Linked DNA regions of Mus musculus: regions 1, 2, 4 and 5 are each linked to region 3. A link is a contact called in public HiChIP or PLAC-seq and promoter capture Hi-C data. All regions are on one chromosome and are shown on one strand. The core of a region is the stretch at or near the end of the contact, and the rest is flanking DNA. Distances in the headings are between cores, read along the strand shown. Region 1 holds the start of Med18 (mediator complex subunit 18). Region 2 holds the start of Snhg12 (small nucleolar RNA host gene 12). Region 3 holds the start of Xkr8 (X-linked Kx blood group related 8). Region 4 holds the start of Trnau1ap (tRNA selenocysteine 1 associated protein 1). Region 5 holds the start of Wasf2 (WAS protein family, member 2).

What was found. Promoter capture Hi-C pulls out the DNA fragments that hold promoters and counts their contacts. HiChIP or PLAC-seq counts read pairs in DNA pulled down with a chosen protein or histone mark. Capture Hi-C pulls out chosen DNA fragments and counts their contacts.
Region 1: a promoter capture Hi-C map of pancreatic islet shows a contact between it and region 3. The contact joins the promoter of Med18 here to the promoter of Xkr8 in region 3. A contact is called at or near these places in 1 of 39 promoter capture datasets (liver), 1 of 484 Hi-C or Micro-C datasets (embryonic stem cells), 3 of 115 datasets of contacts at active chromatin or transcription factors (the SCID.adh cell line, bone marrow-derived macrophages and pancreatic cancer cells) and 1 of 9 other capture datasets (pancreatic islet).
Region 2: a FOXA1 HiChIP or PLAC-seq map of pancreatic cancer cells shows a contact between it and region 3. The contact joins the promoter of Snhg12 here to the promoter of Xkr8 in region 3. A contact is called at or near these places in 1 of 39 promoter capture datasets (the HPC-7 cell line) and 2 of 115 datasets of contacts at active chromatin or transcription factors (bone marrow-derived macrophages and pancreatic cancer cells).
Region 4: a promoter capture Hi-C map of cranial neural crest shows a contact between it and region 3. The contact joins the promoter of Trnau1ap here to the promoter of Xkr8 in region 3. A contact is called at or near these places in 2 of 39 promoter capture datasets (cranial neural crest and liver) and 1 of 115 datasets of contacts at active chromatin or transcription factors (bone marrow-derived macrophages).
Region 5: a contact with region 3 is called in a promoter capture Hi-C map of neural stem cells. The contact joins the promoter of Wasf2 here to the promoter of Xkr8 in region 3. A contact is called at or near these places in 1 of 39 promoter capture datasets (neural stem cells), 1 of 484 Hi-C or Micro-C datasets (embryonic stem cells) and 3 of 115 datasets of contacts at active chromatin or transcription factors (bone marrow-derived macrophages and embryonic stem cells).

The regions. Positions count from the first base shown.
Region 1 is chr4:132,462,478-132,465,177 of GRCm38.p6, reverse strand. It overlaps Med18 (mediator complex subunit 18), which reads left to right and starts at 1,257. Exons shown (of 3, transcript NM_026039.3): 1 at 1,257-1,404; 2 at 2,170-2,313. The coding sequence starts at 2,241.
Region 2 is chr4:132,307,246-132,309,945 of GRCm38.p6, reverse strand. It overlaps Snhg12 (small nucleolar RNA host gene 12), which reads right to left and starts at 1,268. Exons shown (of 5, transcript NR_029468.1): 1 at 1,039-1,268; 2 at 43-108. It overlaps Snora16a (small nucleolar RNA, H/ACA box 16A), which reads right to left and starts at 481; the gene lies at 346-481.
Region 3 is chr4:132,731,266-132,733,965 of GRCm38.p6, reverse strand. It overlaps Xkr8 (X-linked Kx blood group related 8), which reads left to right and starts at 1,420. Exons shown (of 3, transcript NM_201368.1): 1 at 1,420-1,793. The coding sequence starts at 1,501. Smpdl3b (sphingomyelin phosphodiesterase, acid-like 3B) reads left to right here. Exons shown (of 8, transcript NM_133888.2): 8 at 207-1,000. The coding sequence ends at 572.
Region 4 is chr4:132,328,280-132,330,979 of GRCm38.p6, reverse strand. It overlaps Trnau1ap (tRNA selenocysteine 1 associated protein 1), which reads left to right and starts at 1,442. Exons shown (of 9, transcript NM_027925.3): 1 at 1,442-1,627; 2 at 2,414-2,511. The coding sequence starts at 1,601.
Region 5 is chr4:133,129,267-133,131,966 of GRCm38.p6, reverse strand. Wasf2 (WAS protein family, member 2) reads right to left here and starts at 1,334. Exons shown (of 9, transcript NM_153423.6): 1 at 1,239-1,334.

The DNA of each region.
Region 1 (2,700 bases), core at 8-2,507, 270 kb after region 3:
TGTGTTTGGCATATGTACAGAGTTCAATAAGTACTTGTTGAATTTAAAATCCTTATCTATCTATCTATCTATCTATCTATCTATCTATCTATCTAATGTATATGTGTGCCTAGATATATGTGTACCATGTATGTCCTTTAGCATGGATGCCAGATGAGGGTGTCAGATCCCTTGGAACTAGAGTGGCAGGTGGTTGTGAGTCACATGATATGGGTGTTAGGGCTGAACCCAGGTCCTCTGAATAACAGCAAGTGCTCTAAACTGCTTAGCCATCTTCCCAGCCCCTAGTTATTTATTTATATTTTGTGTTATGAGTGTTTTTGCAAGTGTGTATGCATGTCTACCACACGGATGCAGTGACTGATGTAGTCAGACAAGGTAATAGAGCCCCTGGAAAGGAAATTATAAATGGTTGTTAGCCACTATGTGGGAGTTTGGGACCTCTGAGAGAGCAGCAGGGGCTATTAACTGCTCAGCCATCTCTCTAGCCCTTATTAATTAACTTATTTATTTATTTATTTATTTATTTATTTATTAAAAACCTCACAATATTGTTTAAGCGTTGAATGGCTCTGCTGGAGAGATCCTTACCACAGCTTCCCAAGGTTCTCAGATTTGAACTGTGCCTGGTCCCATGTATTTAAAGTTATGGTATGCACTGTAAATTGAACAAGTTTGCTGTTGTTTTGTATTAAACTTATGGCCTTGCACATGTCAGACAAGGCTCTAGCACTGAGCTGTTTCTCCAGACCCTTGAAAGCACACAAAATATTGTTCCTGCTGAGGTCTATATATAAATACACAACGCTGTGGTTAGCGTTTCCGATTTACAACATACCCCTTCCTTTTCTTTTTCTTTAATTTAATTTTTAACTTATTCATTTTACATCTCTTTCACTGCCAGCCCCGCCACCTCCGCCTCCCTTCTTTTTCAATGTGACTCTCCTTCCTCGCTCCCCCCAGTGGCTGAGTTCAAAATTTAAATATGGTATCCAATCGGCTTTATGAGATCTGATCAAAACATCCAGGTCGTCGAAGCTGAAAAAAAAAAAAAAAAAAAAAAAAACGTATCCTAGAGCTGTCCTATGACAGTCACCTTCCACGGTACCACTCTAGACTAGGACCCCAAAGCAACAGCAGCCCCGAACCTTGCGCGTGCGCTCTTGCACACCGGTGCCAGAAGGCGGGCGCGTTCCTTGCCCTCTCGGCACCCTTACTTTTCGGGGCGGTAGCGGAGAAGTTTCCTGTCCCTCAGCTTCCTACCGGAAGTGCTGAAGGGAGAGTTTGGCGGTTTCTCTGGCTCTGCGCTGGCGGCATTTGGGGGTGCGGATTGCGGGTGTGCACGCGTGGATTTAATTCCAGCTTTACAAGGATCTGTAGCGCGGACGGAGACGTGTTGCTAGTGTAAGTGCACACGTGTCCCGGCTGCCCGCGTGGGAGGACCGGGACAGTCACTCTAACTTCATATTTCCCGCCTGGCTCATTTGCAGAGGCGTTCTCATAAAGGCAGAACCAGTTCTAGTTACATCGCTCGTGTGCCCTGGGGCCTTTCCCTGAGTCTGCATGGCCTCCGCATAGAGTGAAGGGTGGACAAGGTCCTTAGGTCTCCCTCGGATCTTTTCTTTTGTTTTTTCTTTGAGACAGTCTCACTGTGATGCCCTAATTGGCCGGGATTTGCTATATAGACCAGTCTAGCCCGAAGCTGCAGCCGTCCTTCTAACTCTGTCCCCAAGTATTGAGATTACAGATGTTCCCCCCAACACAGCCGGTTTTTATTTCTTTATGTTTGGAAACGAGGCCTCTCAGTGTAGCCCAGTGTAGTTACCATTTTTGAATATGAATGTCGGTTTCTTTCGAGCCAGGTAGTGGGTGGGGGAGACGAGGGCTGTGGGGTTAAACACCCTTGGTCTTATTTTAAACGAGACAGTAGGTTTCGGAACAAGAGGTTACATAGCTGCCTCGAGATTACATAGAAAAACGTTTATAAGGTTCAGAACTTGATACTAGATGGCTATTCCGTATCTCCGGAGCTAGAACCCCTCTTATTCCCGAGTCACCCGTTCTTGGAACCGGCTGTATAAGCAGATGTGCAAAGTTAAGACTGAATGAGCTTTGGTTTCAAGGCCACTGCCGCAGCAAACAGGGTATGGACAAGTGTGACTTTTCCAGGTGGATCCTGTGCTTCTCCGGTTGGAAGATCTGTTTGCAGTTCTGTTGTCTTGAACCTAATTAGAGGCATCATGGAGGCGCCTCCAGTCACCATGATGCCCGTCACTGGGGGCACCATTAACATGATGGAGTACCTCCTGCAGGGTAAGTCAGCCAAGGAGCTTGTGTTACCAAGTTTTCAGTTTTTTCTGGCTAGAGCAAGTTGAGATGACTTATAGGCAACTGTAGGGTTCCTGTAACTGTGTTTAAAAGAGGGTGGGTGGGAAGATGGCTCAATGGCCAGAAACTCACTCTGTAGACCCTTCTGGCTGCAGGGGCCTGGGATTATAGATATTTACCACTATTGTCCTATTGTCTGTTCTCTCTCTCTCTCTCCCTCTCTCCCTCTCTCTCTCCCTCCCTCCCTTGCTCTTTCTTTCTTTCTTTCTTTCTTTCCTCTATTTTTGTTTGTCTCCGTATAGTTCTCGCTGTCTATAGACCAGGCTGGCCTCGAACTCAGAATTCAGAGGTCCATCTGCTCTGTCTCCCAAG
Region 2 (2,700 bases), core at 19-2,518, 420 kb after region 3:
TGCCTCAGGTCTCCCCGGGTAGTGCAACTAAACGGAGCTTACCAGACCCTTCTGCTGTATCGTTGTCCATTATCTTCTGGTCTCCCTCCTCACAATCTTCATCAACAGCTAAGATGAATGGCAACAGAATTAGCCACAATAATCTTGTTCCATATTCCCAGTCATTACCTTATAGGGACTGTGACAGTGACCAAGGCATTGTTTATTTACCAATAGATGATCAATACAGGCCTGAATTGTAAATCAGATTGAGCTCACTCACCGGTCTACCTCCTATCCCCTCCCACCCCCCCCAGGAATAAAAGCCTAAAGATTGCTACATACTCCAGAGAAATAGTAAGGTGAAGCTGTCATTTTCCACAATGTTGCAGATCAGTTACAGGAAACAGAACTGCGACCGTCAAGGAAAATTCTTTCTCTGGGCCACCTTTTTGACCACAGCAGCTATGTAGAAGCTGCTGCAGCTTCGATAAGGGCCACAGACAGCGATAGCAATTGCTAGACCTCAAACCCACAAGCCACATGCCTCACCACTGCCTACTAGAGAGACGCCTGAAAAGGCAATCCTGTGGGCTCCGATGGCTCCTAGTTCAATACGTGAAGCTTTAGACATTGGGATAGGTTCCTGACTATAACCCAAAGCAGTCTCAAATTAATGACCCTACCGCCTACAAACGCTTTTTAACGCGCTGTGGACATCAGGTTTAGCTGAATAAAATGGCGGCTTTTTGCAATCAGAAAGCGAGAAAGCCGAGGTTGTATAATCCTTGCCCAACTCTGTAGGGCCCATTATCCTGACTTTTTTTTTTTTAAGGCTTTAATACTATGGTTGACATAGCGATCGCCTAGCACGTGGTAGGACCCAAATTCCACCCAACATAGGAGCGAGGTTAATCACAAAAAGGTCGCTCGGAGGTAATGGTCACAGGCCCTTCCATTGGCGTCATCCTAATAAGGTTACTGCACCCAAGCACGTAATCCAGTAAAGGCACAAATGCTCTTACCAGATCCCGTCACCCCCAAGCCTACAACACTCACGGGTCAAAAGGCGTGGGGCCCTGAGTTATCACTGCGCATGTGGCCATAACCCGTGCTTCCTTGGACCAGACGGAAAAATCCGGTCCCTTCCCGGCAGGCTCGGTATCTCACGAATCATCCGGAGAGGCGGACGGAGCTGGTGGGCTGGGAAGATGGGGGGCGGGCAACGTTGGGTAGAAGTACAAGGCGCCATAACGAAAACAGACAGGGACCGCGGATGAAGCGAGAAAGGACTGAGAACGGCCTGCACCAGGATTATATACTCTCGCGCCCTCTACTGAGTCTGCGTCATCCACCTGACGCACGGCGCCTCTGGGAAATGTAGTTCTTAGCAAAGCCGGGTTCCTGCTCCTTGTCTGGCCCTGATAGTGGTTTCGACCCAGGCCAGAGCGCTCAACTCAAATCTCTGACCAACTGCCATCACTATGGATTAAGTTCCCGGGCGACTTTGAATTACACCGATCTTAGAAAGGGTTTTCCACATTTGGATGTGCTTAATAAAGAGATTTTGCAAATTAAAAAAAGAGAAGAAAAAAAAAAATGGAGTTTTCCCCCGGAGCATCCCGGGATGGCCTAGAGGGTAACAGCATGCTGGCAGATCTTCTTAAAGAATGACCCTCAGAAGCCAGGCGTGGGGGCGCACGCATTTAATCCCAACACTCGGGAGGCAGAGGCAGGCAGATTTCTGAGTTCGAGGCCAGCCTGTTCTACAAAGTGAGGTCCAGGACAGCCAGGGCTACCCAGAGAAACCCTGTCTCAAAAAACCAAAATTTTGTTCTTCTTTTTTTCTTTTCTTTTCAAAGATTTATTTATTTATTTGATGTATATATGAGTACACTGTCACTGTCTTCAGACACACCAGAAGAGGGCATTAGATCCAATTACAGGTGGTTATGAGCCACCATGTGGTTGCTGGGATTTGAACTCAGGACCTTTGGAAAAGCAGCCAGTGCTCTTAACTGCTGAGCCATCTCTCCAGCCCACCTTTTTTTTTTTTTTTTCTATTTTATTTTCTTTGATAGGGGAATATAGTTTATTTGGCTTATAATTCCAGATTGCAGTCCTTCATGACAGGAAAGTCACGGTCGGGGGTCCGGGGGGATGGCTAGCAGGTTGTATCACGTCTACAGTTTAAAGTAGAGAGGTGACATTTTCTTTTCTTTTTTTGTTTTGTTTTGGTTTGGTTTTGGTTTTACAACACAGGGTTTCTCTGTAGAGCTCTAGCTGTCCTGGAACTCACTTTGTAGGCCAGGCTGGCCTCAAACTCAGAAATCCTCCTGCCTCTGCCTCCCGGGTGCTGGGATTAAAGCCATGCACCACCACACCCGGTAACATTTTCTTTTTTTTTTTATTTTTTGTTTTTATTTTACACAGCATCTCACTAGTTTGTCCAGGCAGACCTCAGCCTCTCAAGTAGCTGGAATTACAAGCATCCTTCCAGGTCCAATTTCTTTCCTTCCCCAATGTTAGGAAGGGTGTCACTGGACTTACCACATGCTGCTCCCAAGCTATTCCCCTTAGCTCCTACATACACCTGAAAAAATAGGTTTCCAGGCAGGAGAGATGGCTCAGCAGTTAAGAGCACTGACTGCTCTTACAAAGGTCCTGAGTTCAGTTCCCAGCAACCACATGGTGCCTCACAACCATCTGCAATGTGTCTAA
Region 3 (2,700 bases), core at 171-2,670:
TTCAGATTCAAACCATAACGACCTCTTTAAGGCCTCCATGTCTTCACCAGGAAAATGGGGGTTCAGATGCAGTCACCTCATTGGAACCAAGCTCAGGGTAACAAACAGCGGCTGTTTGATCGATTTAGAGCGCCTGGGGAGAAGTTGGGTTGTGGGCAGAACGAATCAACTGCTCGTTGCTGACATACCCTGCGCCTCTAATCCAGGACTTGGTGACTTACTTCTTGAACCTGAGGCAGGCGAATGTACAAGAGACCCCACGGTGGGAGCAGGAGTACCGCCTGACGGAGGCCTACCAGGTGCCGGATGCCAGCGTCAGCTCCATGCACACGGCGCTGACCCGCATTGCCAGTGAGCCTCACATCCTGCAACGTTATTACGTCTATAACTCGGTCAGCTACAACCATTTGACCTGTGAGGACAGCTGCCGCATCGAGCACGTTTGTGCTATACAACACGTGGCTTTCAACACTTATGCTACCTGCTTGCATGGTCTTGGTGCCAAGCTGGTGCCTGGTTTCCTGCTCATACTGACTCTGCTGCCAAGCCTGCACGTACTGGAGGTGTTATGACTGTAGGCACTGCCAGCCCACCCACTGACTTGGTTCATCTTTCTCCTGGTAAAATTGGGCAACGTTACCCAATGGAGAGAGATGAACTTTTGCCATCAGTCTCCCCCCGCGGAGAGTAAAGTGGGATGGGACACCTGGATTCACCAGAGAGGGCGCTAAGAAGCACAATTTCTTCCAAGTTTCATGTTTTATCCACAAAACTTGTTTGCGGTACATGTCTTGGTGCATTATTCGCTTTAATACAAACATATCAAACCACCATGAACTTGATCACCACAGTGAAGTGAGCCGACGGGAAGATGGGCCTTGGAGATTCTGTGCTTTCGATGTAGTCCCTGCTCAAGGTCTGAACTGGGAACGTACGTGGTGTGCAAAACCCCTTAGTACTTTTAAATAAAAGACTTTTTTGATTTGGTTTTGCAACAGTGCAACCGTGAGGGATCACAGCTGCGGCCGGTAACTCTAAGGCTCTAGTCTTTCTTAATAGCCACTCTTGTTTCCTTGAGACTCAAAAGCAGAATTCAAGCCGGGGGTGGTGGAATCCCAGCACTTGGGAGGCAGAGGCAGGCGGATTTCTGAGTTCGAGGCCAGCCTGGTCTACAGAGTGAGTTTCAGGACAGCCAGGGCTATTCAGAGAAACCCTGTCTCGCAAAACAAAAACAAAAAACAAACAAAAAAGAAAAACAAAACAAAAAGCAGAATCCAAACCAGTAGAGGCCTAGCTCTGCACAGGGCAGGCTGGGGGCGGGGTCTGGGCGGTGGGGCCAGTGTAGGGGCGGGGCCGCGGGCTCGCTCCACCCCGGACGGGGCGAGATGGGGAAGTTCCGCCCAGCAGCCCAGCCTCCCGGACGACTGCCCCGCCCCCTTCCTGCCGGACTAGCGGGGCGGGAGGGCAGGTCCGCGGTTGTGTGGTTGCTTGGAGAGGATCATGCCTCTGTCCGTGCACCACCATGTGGCCTTAGACGTGGTCGTAGGCCTGGTGAGTATCTTGTCTTTCCTGCTGGATCTGGTCGCTGACCTGTGGGCCGTTGTCCAGTACGTGCTCCTTGGCCGTTATCTGTGGGCCGCGCTGGTACTGGTCCTGCTGGGCCAAGCTTCGGTGCTGCTGCAGCTCTTCAGCTGGCTCTGGCTGACAGCTGATCCCACCGAGCTGCACCATTCGCAGCTCTCGCGTCCTTTCCTGGCTCTGCTGCACCTGCTGCAGCTCGGCTACCTGTATAGGTGAGTGCCCGGCCCTTTGAAAAAGTGGGTTGACAGCCATCAGAACCAGTTCAGTCTTCTTTCCTTGGGCGGAGATGAAAACACAGGGCCAGGAACAGAGGAAGGGAACATCAGGGTCTTGGAGTCAGAGATGCCCCTCACCTTTCTTGTTCATTTCTGTCTTCTGCGAACGTTTGCTTCCCCGTCAAGGACTGAAGAGGGTCCGGCTTGACTCATCCGTGTCCCCGGAGTCAGCCAGGAGTAGACATAGACTGGTTCTTGGAAAATATATGTGGATGGTGTGTGCTTTTCTCAACTGGGAAGGACCCAGGGTCAGTCTAAAGTGAGGACAGTGAGACAGACAATCCCTGGCGCAAGTGCTGGCCTGAGAACTTTTTCTTCCCCGCCTCTCCCCCGCCCCCAAACTGTGACTAGTCCCTTGGGTTGTTAGATAGGAGAAAGCGAAATCAAGGGCTCAGAATCTTGTGATGAAGGCAGGGCTTCATGGTGTGGGTGAGGCTGGGCTAGGGTGGCCGGATCCGGAATCTTGTGGAAGTCTCAGATCTTGGGAAAGCTGTATATAGTCTCCAGCTTGCGGGGAGGGACCTCTTGAATGTTTGCATTTTGCCTGAACAATTGTATCATCTTGAGTACAGCTCAGATGACTGCGAAGGAGAGTTATTACAGGCAGGCCCCAAGAGAAGAAGGTGTTGGATCCCTTGGAGTTACAGGCGAGGCACCTCATGTGGTGCTGGGAGCCAAACTCTGGTCCTCCACAAGAGCAGTGGATGCGATTAACAGCTAAGCCCTCTCTCAGGCCCCTCCTGTTTACTTCTTAATTCCATCTCCCATCTCTGAAATGGGGCTCTTGTGAGTAGGTAGGACAGGGTTGTGATGCGCCTGGGATCGTACCTGACCAGCAAGAGTA
Region 4 (2,700 bases), core at 193-2,692, 400 kb after region 3:
GTCATGTCTTTGCAGCTCAGCCTCTAGGTCTGAGAGGGACTCTGCTTTTATTGCTTACTCTGGGGGGTGGGGGGTAGGGGTCCTGATTGGTCCGTTTCAGAGGCTTCTTTTGAGTTGTAGCCTTCCCTGCAGGGTGGAGAGATGGCTCTGATCTGATTAATAGCACTAGTTGCACTTGGAGAGGACCCAGGTTCAATTCTCAGCACCCACATGGTGCTACACAACGATACTAACTCCAATCCCATGGGACCCAAAGCATTCTGTAGTCTCTGAAAAACTTTTTTTTTTTTTTTTTACATTTGTGTGTACATGTGTGTTTGTCAGGTTCAGTGCAATGCACTTTTACCTGCTGAGCCATCTCACCAGTGCCTTAGCATCATTCATACAGTAACAGAAGGGAACAGGAAATTTATACTCATAGTTGGCCTCTGGTTTTCAGACTTGAGTTCTTGGCTTGGGGAACTTTCTAAGTTAAAGGACTTAGGATGAACTTGGTTGTCAGAACCAATCTGAACGCACAGGACCTTCCCACTCTGCTAAGTTGGCTACCAACTGGATGTTGAAGCATGGATACAACCACCTTAGGAGCTCTCAAAAACCAAGTTTACTGAGGGTTCTGTAAAGGTCCGTCTGTGCTTTGTGGTAAAGTCTTGGTGAATTGGATTAGAATAATAAACGGGGAAGGAGCCAGGGTTGGTGTCCTTCACTTGTAAAACTAGCACTTAGGAAGCTGAAGCAAGATTGCCAAGAGTTTACAGCCAGCCTAGATTATATAGCTTGTACCAGGGACCAACATGAAAACTTGTCTCAAGGCAAAAAAAAAAAAAAAAAAAAAAAAGTGTGGGGCTGGAGCCAAAGCTCAGCCGTTAAGGAAGGAATGCTTTGAGAAGACTGGCGTTCATTAAACAAACAGGCAGAAGCAAGTAGATCTCTGACTAGAGACAGACTTAAACAGGTCAACAAGGATTACAGAGACCATGCCGACGCCGACTCTCCCCACCCCCAACTACACACAAAACGATGGACTTTGAGTGTACCATCAAGAACCGTCCTTTAGTTCTCTCCACCTCAGGGCTTTAAGAAAATGAAGAATCCCACTACATCTTCCAAAAAGTCCTCGCTGGGATGCAGGGCAAGAGGACCACTGTGCGGCCGCGGCTCCTCCACAGTCCCTCGGAAGCTTATCCTCCGCGCTCCCAGAGGGGTTTCGGTCACTAGCTGTCCTTCCGTTCTTATGCTTGGTATTCCCTACAGAGAGCAAACCTTAACTCAATAATTATAGACGCATTTGCGCGGTTTTATTAAAGAGCGGGGCAGTCCGCCCACAGAGACCCTCTTCAGAGCCGGTGCCAGCTAGGCCTACTGTGCCCCAGCCGAGGCCACGCCCCTATCCCGTGGAGCCACTCCCTAGCCCGTAGAAGCAACGCCCCCTGGGGGGGCCGGAAGCGGCGGACAGGTCGGAGGAAAACCCGGATCGCTCTGGCCGCCGAGGCAGCGTGTGCGCAGGAGGTGCTGCAGGCTTAGGCTCCGGGCGGGCCGGGTCGCGCAGACTGGCGCGGTTGCGCGCCACAGGCCCTCAGGGTCCCCGCCCGGGTGCGGGATGGCGGCCAGCCTATGGATGGGAGACGTGAGTCAGGGTCGCCCCTGCTCTGAGGGGAACAAGAGGGTCTCGAGTCGTAGGGGGAGGAAGGGCCTGAGAGCAGAGGGCCTTCGGATCCCAGAAGGGTGGCCGTGAACAGGAAGGGTTTTGGTGACAGCGGGAAGCTAGATGGGGTGTGGTGGCCAATGCCTTACTCCCTGCACTTGGCGAGGCAGGAAGATCGTCACCAGTTCGAGACTCCATAGTGAGTTCTAGGCCAGCTTGGGCTTCGTAGCGAGACCTATTCACCCAGTCTTTGAAAGTGGAGTCTGGGCATCAGAATGAAGATTCCTCAGATGCTGACTCTATGGGGTAGAGGGTCTGGAATCCCCCTTTCCAGTTTGGAAAGATTTGGAGTGGGATGATTTGGGCGGATGGAGTGGGAGGAACCCCAAGAATTGTTATTAGGACTGGAAGCACAGGGAGTTCTATAAAGGGGAGCTATTTTATTTGTTTTTGTTTTTTCTTTTGTTGTTTTTGAGATGGGGTCCTTCACATAGTTCTGTCTGTCCTGGAACTCGTTATGTAGACTCACAGACTCCACCTACCATTGCCTCCCTAGTGCTGGGATTAACGGTGTGTGCCACGCCTCCCAGCAAGGGGAGCGATTTGAAGTAAAGGAGTTGGTTGGGACCGTTCCCCATTGCGTGGTAGGAAGCTTGGCTCTCTAGTGCTGTAGAGGGGGGTCCTGGACAGAGTGGGAGGGGCTCCACCCCTTACAGGGCTCCGGGTCATGGGCCTGAGCCTCTCCTCTCTGCTCTGGTTTTTATGCAGCTGGAACCCTACATGGATGAGAACTTCATCTCTAGAGCCTTTGCCACCATGGGGGAGACCGTGATGAGCGTCAAAATTATCCGAAACCGCCTCACTGGGTACACCTCCCTTTTCATCTTTCCGTTCAGTTCTCGATTAATAGAGCCTGCTGCCACTGTTATTCAAGGGAATAAATATGGCGGGAGTAAGAGCTTCTCGCCATCCCTAGCAGTAGTGAAAGAACCACAGAGGGTGGCTTACAGAGCAGAAGCGTTGAGTATTTCAGGTGTTGAGTATCCCAGTGATTC
Region 5 (2,700 bases), core at 85-2,584, 400 kb before region 3:
TTTAGCCCCAAGGAACCCAAAGAAATTATACAACAGATGGATAAATTCTCCCTCCCAATAAAATGTAGCCTTTGTACAGAGGAGAGAAAGACACTCTGATGACACCACCTGGAGTCAAAACTCATGTCTCTATACAACAAATATTGGTGACACCTGCCTGGGACTCAAACGGAATCCTCTGCTGTCCTGACACACTTCGAAGTGATTTTTAACACTCAGAAATGGCCCTTCCTTAGTCACAAAGCAAGAAAAGGAGATGGGCTTATAATTAATAATCCTGAGCTTAAGACCTAGCCTGTCTCCACACCAAAAGTGAAATCAACTCTCCAGGCTAGACCCCTCCCTCCATTTATGACAAAGCAAACTTTGTAAGAGAACACTAACTTATCCCTGCGCGCCCGGTGCTTCCCAGAGGAAACACCCTCACTTTGGTAAGTGCCACACGTTCCGGTGTCACCCTGAGCAAGTTACTTCTCTGAAACCTACTTGACTTCCTCACCAGTAAACTTACAAGGACAGCTGGAAAAACTAAACAAGCACTTATACCTAAGGTTTGGCACATAGTAGGACAACCATTAACATTTTCCTTGGCTTTCTTCCTCTTCAGTGCTGGGCTTAAACGCCAAGGGTAACCCCTGATCTCTGAATCTATGAACATTTCCTCATCTCAAAGGACCACAGGACTTAGCCCTTCCCTGTCACGATCTGGGTAGCACCCATGCATTGGTACCAGTGGCCCGTAAGCCAAGGCTCCTTTCTGTAGGGCTCATTCTGTGCACATGTGCGCGTGCTCACACACTCCTCCACAATGTCCCTACCCCCAGCCTAGCAGCCAGGGTCCCCAAAGAGCACCTCAATTACTTTATGGTCCAAATATGGAAACTGAGGCTCAGCCTGGAGATGAACTTGTCCAGGAGCTCGGGGAGTTGCTGAGACCCAATTCACAGGCTTCGGTGAAGTCTATTTACAAATGGTAAACTGAGGCCCGAAGACGGAAGTGACTTGCTCAAGAACACACAGTGGGTTGGTGGTAGGGCCACTTTCGCCGACCCTCCCTAGTCTCCGAAGGGCACTCTGGGTCACCACCACCCCTGAGGTGTCGCCACGGCGCTGACAACACACGAGCCGCACCAGCGACCGTCAGAGCAGACACCCGGTGCCACCGGACCCTTGCAGGGGTGGCCGGGCCGGCGCTCGCCTCTCACAGCCGGGCGCGCCCAGGGGGACTTGTTGCTCACCTGACCTCGCGCAGTCGCCCTCAGCGACATGAAGGGCTGGGCAGCCGGTCCGCGTCCCCACGGAGAACGCTCCAGCCTACTGCTTCGCGGGCTGCTACTCAGCCGGACGCCCCCCTCAGCGCGCTACGCCCCCAGCCGCACTCCACCGGCCTGAGTCCGCCATTACGCGATTTCCCCGCCCCGGGACGCAGCCACACCCCGCCAACCGTTCTGATTGGCTCCCTGCCCCACCCGCCCGGAGCCCCCAGCTATCCCATTGGTCTGAATCCAATGCCAATTAAATAAGTACGCAAAAGACGTATTCAAAGGTAGTGTCCCGGGAACTCCACCCGAGCGACTTCCGCAATCGGAGTAAACAGAGGCGAGGACAAACCAAGTGAAGTGGAGATGGGACTAAAGGTACATCGACGCCCAAGTTTAAGTACAAAAATATCTGCTAAGACAGGGAAAGACCTCGGCTAACATGTATTGAAACACGATTTATTTTTATTAGAGTCCAGAGAGCCAGCCTGTTTTTTGTGTAAAGAACAGGCCGAGCCTATGAACTTTCTGTAGACACCCCTCAAGTGGCAGATCGTTCTGTCCCTTCACGCCTTGTCCCAAGCGGGACCGAAAGTCGGGTGGGGGCGAGTGAGTCATAGGCTTCAGCTCACCCCAAAGGATAGGTATTCGGGTGAAGCTGGCATCCTGAGATTGGGAGCTAGTTCTGAGAGGCCACTGTCAGGTGAGCCAAACACCTGTCACTTCACTCTGCAACTTCGGACAACTGCTGCCTACCTAGTTCTCACTTTGTTCTACAAAATAGATGCAGTAGGCCCTGGCACGTCCCAGTCCATGAAGGTGGGCAGTTTGAGAATACACTCCCAAGTGACTTATAGAATACAAAATGCTGCGGCTGGGTGACAACGTGACGAGTCCGGCTTAGCACATTTAGTATACTAGAGCATCTCTGTAGAGCAGGTATTGGCCTCTTGTGGAAGAATGGATCTTAGGCAGGCTTTGTTACCGCCACGTCTGCCTCCCTCTTTGCTTCCTTTCAAAAAGGGTGCACGGTGTGAGGGCGGTGGGGTGGAGGTCACGACACGACACGGCTCAGTCAGTAAAGTGCTGCTTTGAAAGAATGAGGACCTGCGTTTGAGAACTCAGATTCCAAACAAAGCCTAACAGGCCCGATGATACTGACTTCGCAGCGCTGGGGAGGCAGAGACAGGCAGAGCTCTAGCTCACAGGCCCAGCCTAGCCTAGCCTGCTCCTCCAGACTGGGCCAATGAGAGAGCCAGTTACTAAAACCAAGGTAAAAGTTGCCTGAAGAACAGCACCTGAGGTGATTCTCTGGCCTGCACTGGTCCATCCTCACATACAACATACACGCACACATACAACACCCTGAATACTTGATACAGTTTTCCCGCAGCCACCCAGCTAGTTGGAAATGACCACAGAACTCAGACCTACACCACTT